Regions from separate parts of the Arabidopsis thaliana genome. Here region 2 is linked to region 1. The links are chromatin contacts, called in public capture Hi-C maps. All regions are on one chromosome and are shown on one strand. The core of a region is the stretch at or near the end of the contact, and the rest is flanking DNA. Distances in the headings are between cores, read along the strand shown. Region 1 holds the start of TEM1 (AP2/B3 transcription factor family protein). Region 2 holds the start of AT1G27090 (glycine-rich protein).

The links. Capture Hi-C pulls out chosen DNA fragments and counts their contacts.
Region 2: a capture Hi-C map of seedling shows a contact between it and region 1, with 1.8 times the contacts expected there. A contact is called at or near these places in 1 of 26 Hi-C or Micro-C datasets (shoot) and 1 of 3 other capture datasets (seedling).

Annotation. Positions count from the first base shown.
Region 1 is chr1:8,980,719-8,985,106 of TAIR10.1, reverse strand. TEM1 (AP2/B3 transcription factor family protein) reads left to right here and starts at 1,793. Exons shown (of 1, transcript NM_102367.3): 1 at 1,793-3,551. The coding sequence starts at 2,131. The coding sequence ends at 3,216.
Region 2 is chr1:9,403,874-9,408,261 of TAIR10.1, reverse strand. AT1G27090 (glycine-rich protein) reads left to right here and starts at 1,893. Exons shown (of 4, transcript NM_102471.5): 1 at 1,893-2,833; 2 at 2,920-3,080; 3 at 3,707-3,781; 4 at 3,865-4,388. The coding sequence starts at 2,164. The coding sequence ends at 4,221. AT1G27100 (Actin cross-linking protein) reads left to right here. Exons shown (of 3, transcript NM_102472.4): 2 at 1-318; 3 at 421-1,177. The coding sequence ends at 705. It overlaps NRT1.6 (nitrate transporter 1.6), which reads right to left. Exons shown (of 4, transcript NM_102470.3): 4 at 4,357-4,388.

The DNA of each region.
Region 1 (4,388 bases), core at 544-3,043:
AATATAAAAGTGGAAAAATTAGGTACTCTGCTCCGTACAAGAATATGGCTCATGGGCAAAATACATTGGGTTTATGATTCATCTCCCCCCTTCACATATGTACAATGTATTATATCATGTTGTTCTTCTTGTCCCCATTCTTGATATCTTAAATATTTAAGTCCAATTCATATAATTGAGCAATAATTATGTTTGAACTCATTAGTTATTGCTTATGAAAACTGATCAAAACAACAAAAAGTTGACGTTTTAAGTTTTGCATTCAAACTAGGGCAACTGTGTTAGTTTTATCTTCGACGACGTGGATATAAGTTTTTTAAAATTATGTAGGTATAATAAATTAAATAGAAAGAAAAAAACTATATAATGAAACAAAAGAGAAACAGAGGAGAGTTTGATGGTTTAGGACGAATCTGGTTTATTTAGTTCAGCCAATAAAAGCATAGTTCCAATGCAAGTGGGAACATCAACTAAGTCTCACTACTTTTTAAAATAGTCGAATAAATCTGCATGCAGTACTTTGTTATGCGTATATAATATCAAATAGTAGTACAATTTGATAAAAATGTTATATGTTTAATTTGGTGGATCATAGAAGGATTAATTTTTATGATCAAATAACGAAGCCACGAAGAACTAAATCTGACCGTTTGATGCTTATTCGAGAACTATAACAATATTAGGACGTCATTCATGTATCTTTATTAAAAATATGTGATCTTAAACAAAGCTTCGTGCATAGATAAGAAGGGACTAGTCACTCTAATAAGATCAATAAGATATGTTGTTTCTCTTTGTAAACCGAAAATAGTGGGCAATTAGATCACGAGTCTTGGCTTTGCTGGCGTATTCCAACGTTGTCTTATCATTATCTCAAAATATTATTATAGGTCGTCTCATTTCATACCCGTCAAAATAATAGTTGTTCTTATATGTTTCGAACAAGTCACTTTAGGAATTAGGATGGAAAACATATCCTATTTGAGTGGTATTGGTTAATTTGAGAAATTGAGCGTAAAGGAAGACAATGCGTAAGAAAGGCAACAATACGTACTATGATTCTACGTACAAAGAAAGTGCTTAGGGGATAAAAACCAAACTAGGTAAGGACTTGTAGGAAACATAAGAGAACCTAATGATCAAGACCTCCCCAACTAAAGCAAAATATGTAAAGAGACACGTCATGTTCCAAATATGGAAGGACGAATATAGTTTCAAGAAAAGCCTCATGATCAAAGGGGGGATGCACTATTTAATTAGAGAATCACAACAAAACAAAACAAAAGGTCCAAATCTCATGTGAACCCCCTTCCCACTTGGCCCTCTATTCTATCCCCATTTGTGCTATTACACATCGCCCATTACTCATTTTTCTATCTCTCAACGAGTCAACTCTATTCAATAATTTTACATATCTTTCTACTACTATTCTTGTATGGACCATTCGATTTTTGGAAACTTCTTTTCTCTTAAAAAAACATCAATAATATCGGGCGAAATGTCAAATGTGGTTTTTCTTAGCCCTATTTACCATTCTTAACCACATCAAGAATCTCATTGCTAGTGTTGTAATTATTCTTTGTCCTTTAGTGAAAACATTAAGAAAAATTCATCTATTGATGTTCACGTTCTCTGTAAATTTTTTATAGACGCATGTTACACGTAATATATTATTAGTTTATTACCATATGAAGGGACTAATTATGGCAACAACAAGATTATAAAAAAAGGACTAATCAAAAGGTACCAAAATTAGTACGAATGTAATAAATAAAATAAAACTTTATGACACTAGCACACATATTTTTGGACTCTTCCCACGAAACTTCCTCTACAAAACACATTTTGCCATTTGTTGCAAGACTTGACCCTACTCCTCTGCACCTCTTCTCCTTTCTCTTTTATTTTATTTTCACCTTTCTTTCATAAATACACATACATTACCCACATTTTACATTTATCTCTTATTATCCTATTCAATTTTGACAAAACAAAACAAATAATATCAACAACGTACATGCACTTCCTTGTGTATATATATAAACTCCAAACCCCATCTCTTCATAAAGCAACAAAAACTTAACCCATTTCTTCTTCTTTTTTTGTTTCTCTCTCACAAACACAACAAATATGGAATACAGCTGTGTAGACGACAGTAGTACAACGTCAGAATCTCTCTCCATCTCTACTACTCCAAAGCCGACAACGACGACGGAGAAGAAACTCTCTTCTCCGCCGGCGACGTCGATGCGTCTCTACAGAATGGGAAGCGGCGGAAGCAGCGTCGTTTTGGATTCAGAGAACGGCGTCGAGACCGAGTCACGTAAGCTTCCTTCGTCGAAATATAAAGGCGTTGTGCCTCAGCCTAACGGAAGATGGGGAGCTCAGATTTACGAGAAGCATCAGCGAGTTTGGCTCGGTACTTTCAACGAGGAAGAAGAAGCTGCGTCTTCTTACGACATCGCCGTGAGGAGATTCCGCGGCCGCGACGCCGTCACTAACTTCAAATCTCAAGTTGATGGAAACGACGCCGAATCGGCTTTTCTTGACGCTCATTCTAAAGCTGAGATCGTGGATATGTTGAGGAAACACACTTACGCCGATGAGTTTGAGCAGAGTAGACGGAAGTTTGTTAACGGCGACGGAAAACGCTCTGGGTTGGAGACGGCGACGTACGGAAACGACGCTGTTTTGAGAGCGCGTGAGGTTTTGTTCGAGAAGACTGTTACGCCGAGCGACGTCGGGAAGCTGAACCGTTTAGTGATACCGAAACAACACGCGGAGAAGCATTTTCCGTTACCGGCGATGACGACGGCGATGGGGATGAATCCGTCTCCGACGAAAGGCGTTTTGATTAACTTGGAAGATAGAACAGGGAAAGTGTGGCGGTTCCGTTACAGTTACTGGAACAGCAGTCAAAGTTACGTGTTGACCAAGGGCTGGAGCCGGTTCGTTAAAGAGAAGAATCTTCGAGCCGGTGATGTGGTTTGTTTCGAGAGATCAACCGGACCAGACCGGCAATTGTATATCCACTGGAAAGTCCGGTCTAGTCCGGTTCAGACTGTGGTTAGGCTATTCGGAGTCAACATTTTCAATGTGAGTAACGAGAAACCAAACGACGTCGCAGTAGAGTGTGTTGGCAAGAAGAGATCTCGGGAAGATGATTTGTTTTCGTTAGGGTGTTCCAAGAAGCAGGCGATTATCAACATCTTGTGACAAATTCTTTTTTTTTGGTTTTTTTTCTTCAATTTGTTTCTCCTTTTTCAATATTTTGTATTGAAATGACAAGTTGTAAATTAGGACAAGACAAGAAAAAATGACAACTAGACAAAATAGTTTTTGTTTACATCTAATTTAGGATCTGTTTTTTCACCCTTTCCTGAAATATGATATGTGTTCTCCTCCTTAATCTAATAATCTTGTTTAATCTTTGGTTTATAGCCAACTTTATAGCATATTTTTCCAATTGAAATAGAGTTGTTATGAGTATATAATCCCACACTAATATTTATGCATTTACTTTCATATATACATAATATACATTATTGGAGAAAAATATCTTATACGATCTATAAGAATAGTATAATTAAATGTCAACATGTCCAATTAAAACATGGGTGCGATTCGAAAATCTATTTATGTGGTTGAGATGCTTAAGCGGAGAACAACGTCGATCGTTCAAAGATTTTGTACGTTTCTTAAACTAAGTTTAAAAACTGTTTTTTCGTGTACGATTTTGGGGAAAAACACTGACCAAAATAATTAAGAACATGCACGGAATCTAGATTACGATTTTAGAACCATTGTTATGTTTAATAGAAATACATCTCGAAGTTGATAATTATTTTTCTTATGCCTTAAGATTCATGCATCTTATTTATTTCACGAAGTATAGTTGTGTTTAAAAAGAATCAATTAGATCTTAAAGGCTACACATGATGTATGTGGACACTCGCATATAAGTTCATATATTGTTTTTATCATGACAATAACCACAACTTTTTGTTTCTCAATCATTTAATTACTTACGAGACATGCATTGGCAAGATATTTATATTCACTGGAGTAATGTTGAAATTTAGTAAATAAAATGTACATAAATGTATTTTCAGAATAACAAAAAGAAAACAAAATCAAAAGATCATTTGTTTATGAATTTATTATCGTCAACATATATTTAGTACTAGTTACTAAAACTAAACATAATTTTGATAAAAATTAATCCTTATAACAAAAAACGTAAATAGCTAATGATTTTTCTGATTAAACATGAAAACATGGTTAAATGTTCTAAAACTAGTGTAATCCCTTACATTTAGTTGTTGAATATTGCTCTCAATTCTCATGACTTGGAGCCCATGATGTACAAAAAGCCCATGCTCATTTAA
Region 2 (4,388 bases), core at 644-3,143, 420 kb before region 1:
TGGGAACCGCTTAGAGAAGGGTCTAAGATTAAGCTTAGGACTAGATCTGGTAACTATTTACGAGGTAATGGTGGTCTTCCTCCTTGGAGAAACTCGGTCACACACGACGTTCCTCATTTGTCTGCTACTCAGGATTCGATTTCTTGGGATGTTGATGTTGTTGAGATCTTGACTGATTCCGAATTCAAGACGGAGTCTGCGAAAGCGCCGCCACCGAAGACGACGTCTCCACCGCCGCATCGGAGACCGACGAGTTCGCCGTTGTCGGCTGAGTCTCCAAGGACTTCGTCTTCTCTTTCAGACAGATCCGATTCAGATGTGAGTACTTTTCCTAAATTCCTAAAACACCTTTGGTTTTGTTTAAAATTACAGTTGTACCGTTTTCCGGTTATTGAAAATTTTGATTTTGATTTTGACCAGTCGGTTGAGTCTCCGCCTAAATCTGATGGACGAACCATATATTACCATGTCGCTGACGAGGAAGGACACGTGGAAGATGAAACAACCGTTGGATATGCTTTCACGTTTAAAGGAAATAGCGTGGCGGAGCTGACTCAGACATTGCGAGAAGAAACGTGCATGGAAGACGCTGTGGTGTGTACTCGTAGTCCTTTAAACGGCAAGCTGTTTCCTCTTCGTTTGCAACTTCCTCCTAACAACGGAACATTGCATGTCATTTTACTACCCTCCAGCGCGAGCCTCTAGAATCGACCCGAGACAATTAGAAATGAGTGATTGTGTGATTGTTTGGTGAAGCATATGATATGAACCGTATAAGAAGATAGTAAGAGTTGGTAGTTGGTACAAGACTCGTTGTTACATAGATTGAAAAAAGGCGTCGGCACATGAACCTTGCTTAATCTATAGACTATTTGTAAGAGTTTTGATAATAGGAAGGACTTATAAATTATTTTTTGGGGGAATATAATACAAGTTTGTTTTTGTAAATAAGCGATTTCTTTGTAAACGAACATTTGGATTTTGGGGGTTTATTTGTGTGAGCATGGATTCATAAACAAAAATCATTAATTTCTTATAAGTTATTCACTAGTAAATGGAGATTATGACTCGAATGTAGCCAAATTTAGTTTGGATGACGTGAACAACCAAATCAGAATAATCACCTATCTTAATATAGTGATTTAGTGACCAGTAGACGATAGTTGTGACAAGAAATCTTATAAATACTTTGTTGTCACAATTCACGAATGTTAAAGGGGTTAGAAGTTGAAACTATCTCCAAGTTAAAGTATCCATTAAGCTATCGTTAAACATAAAATACAAATCATGAAGCATACGAAGACCTTAATATCAAGTCATATACAGAATGAATATACAAAAAGAGGAATAATTCCTAATGTATACGTACGATACTACGTTGACGAAAAAAAAAAAAAAAACGTACGATACTACGATTGGAGTTTTCTAATTACTTACAGAATATTTAAACAACATTATGTATCTAGAAGGATCTAGAATAAAATTGAATCTAAAGTACACCAAAAAAGTGGAATATTTCCCAATATCCTAACAACTTTGATAATATCTTAATTTCAAACTGTTTTTATTATGTAACAATACCGTATTTCATTTCTTAACTTAAAACTCATTATTTACATGATATTTCAAAAATTACCTATGTACTTGTCATTATATACATGGTATTTCAAAAATTACCTATTTACATATTACCCTTTTAAATGGTATATTTACTAATAAAATTAAGTATTGCATTTAGGAAAAGAGAGTGCCTCTTGATACAATTTTAAAATAATACAAATACCCTATGTCATTCCAAGTAACTAATAATAAATTGACAAATAATTTTTTTATACAAGAAACGTAATCCACAAAAATAATTTGAAAAAATCTACACAAAATAGTTGAAAATAGAACACTCCTATTTATTTATTTTTTTCCTTTTGTTTTGAGACGGATAATTTCACTTGCATTACTGGAATTTTTCATCAATTATTATATATTTAGCTCAAAACTATCACTACCCAAAAACCAGACGCTTCAACTTATCCCCATTTCTCTGAAAACCCTAACAAATCCTCCTCTTGTTCCGCCACTGCCGCCGCCGCTACTCAACGGTGGTGAATTTTCTATACGGTCAGTTCGATCCTCTTTTTATCGACAATCCTACACAAATCCATAATCATGGCCGCCACTGCTTCCTCCGAAGCTTCTGAAGGACCAGTGATGGGTCTCATCAACAAGCGTCTCCGTGCTCTCCGTAAGAAATACAACCGAATCACTCAAATGGAAGAATCGATTTCTCAAGGCAAAACCCTAAACAAGGAGCAAGAAGAAGTCCTCCGCTCTAAACCTGCCGTCGTCATCCTAATCGACGAGCTTGAAAAGATCCGTGCTCCTCTCTCCGCCGCTGTGACAGAGGAAATCAGCCTCGCTACTCAGCTTAACCGTGCTTCATCCGATCAAACCACCGCATCTGAGCAAAAGGAAGTCACTGATATCCCGCAGGAAGTTAGCGGCGGCGATGATGGCGCTAAGTTGGAGGATCTGGTGAATTTCCTCTACTTTGGTTCACTCTTCGACGTCAAGTCACAGAACGAGTTCACTTCGATAATGTTGACCAGGACTCATGAGAGAAGTTGCTGCTTGTCTTACGATTACGTTACCGATGATGCCACTGATCTCCTCGGCGATCGGGATTTGGATTCTATTTCTCAGCTTTGGAGCCTGATGGTTTCTCGTCCGGTGGATTCAAGCTTATCTCACAAGAACGCTTTGGAGCGTTGTGTTGAGCACGCTAAGCTATGGTTAGCTAATTCCGAGCAGCCAATCGAATCAAACTGCAATACTTCATGTAAAATAAAAATTCCTAAATCTGTTTGTCTCTTACATCTCTGTGTTTTAGTTTCTCTGTGTTGATTACTTAGATTTGTGATGCAGATGCTGCATTGAGAGAGAAGTTGAAGAAGATTATGGCGTCTGACTATTTCACCACTACTCCGGAAATGAAAGCTCCGGTTGATGTGGCGGCTGCAGCTGGTAACTATACTTCTTACCAGGTGCCTGTGGACGTGGAGGCTTCAGGGCATTACCAGCAAAAGGTATCCACTTTAGATTAGGTTTTGTTGATTTCCTGAAGTCTCTGACTTTCATCAAATTGGTAGTGAATTTCGCGGACTAGTTGTTCTGATTCATTACATACTATATAGTTCAGGGCTTTGTGGTATGCAAAGCTCTTACTTAATCTGAAGGAGGAAATTAACAATCACATTTCTTTAGTTGTGGTGAGATTGAGCTTAATTTTCAAGGATTCAGAGTTTATTATTGTTTCTCCTATAAAGTAGAAGATGTCTGAAGTTGAATTATGCAGCATTAGAGTGAGATGTGGTATGAGATCATTAGTGAGTTAAGTTGTTTGGATAGGATGGAGAAGTACATTCTTAATTTTTGATATGGCCTGTTGCTTATTTGATTTTTCGACTGTTCTCTTGGTATTTGGAGAACTCTATCCTGGTTAGAATAATCTTTGTGGTGGGTCTACGATATGAGCTGTCAATATATTTTTGTTTATACATGTGATCGATGTTAACAAACTGTGACAATATGTGTCTTCACTGTAGTGAATGTTGACATGTTTCGGTGTGTCTCATTATATGAATTAGAGAACATAAATCCCTCCCATGTGGTCTCTAATGATTTATGTGGGTCTGATATTCCCTGTTTACAGGAAGAAGATGCATCAAATTCCAAAGAAGTAGAATCAGTTGTTAATGATCAATCTCAACAAGATGAGCATCAAAAGGTAATCCAGTGAATTGTAGAGCTCGAATCATCTTTCAATGAGTTACTCAAGGATGAATCTGATGATATTGTTTTGTTGTGAAGGTTGAGTTAGTGACCGAAGGAGAGGTGGTCCATGGACAGCAAGAACAGGGCTATACTCAGGTGGGAGGAGCAGAGAATGCTAAAAGAGACTATGTGCCACGTGGGTCTTACCAGAACCAAAGAGGTCGTCGAGGTGCTCGAAGAGGTGGTGGTGGCTATCAGAATGGGCGAGGAGGACGAGGTGGTGGTGGTGGCTACCAGAATGGGCGGTACGAATCTTATGATCAATCTGGTGGAAACGGTTATCAAAGGAACTACTACAACAACAGAGGAAGGGGACGTGGTGGTGGTGGTGGTGGAGGAAATGGCCATTCATACAACAACTACCAAGACCCCAATGTTGCTGTTGCGTCTTAGCTTTTGTGCCTCTGTCTTTTGGGTGCGTCTCTTTCATTATCTTGCGTTTATGCTATAACGCATATAAGCCTAATCTCGTGTTTGAAACGTTTGACAATGGCTCGGTTATTGCTATGAACTTTTTTTTTTTTTTTTGTGGCCATCAATTTTATCGTCTTCGACATGTC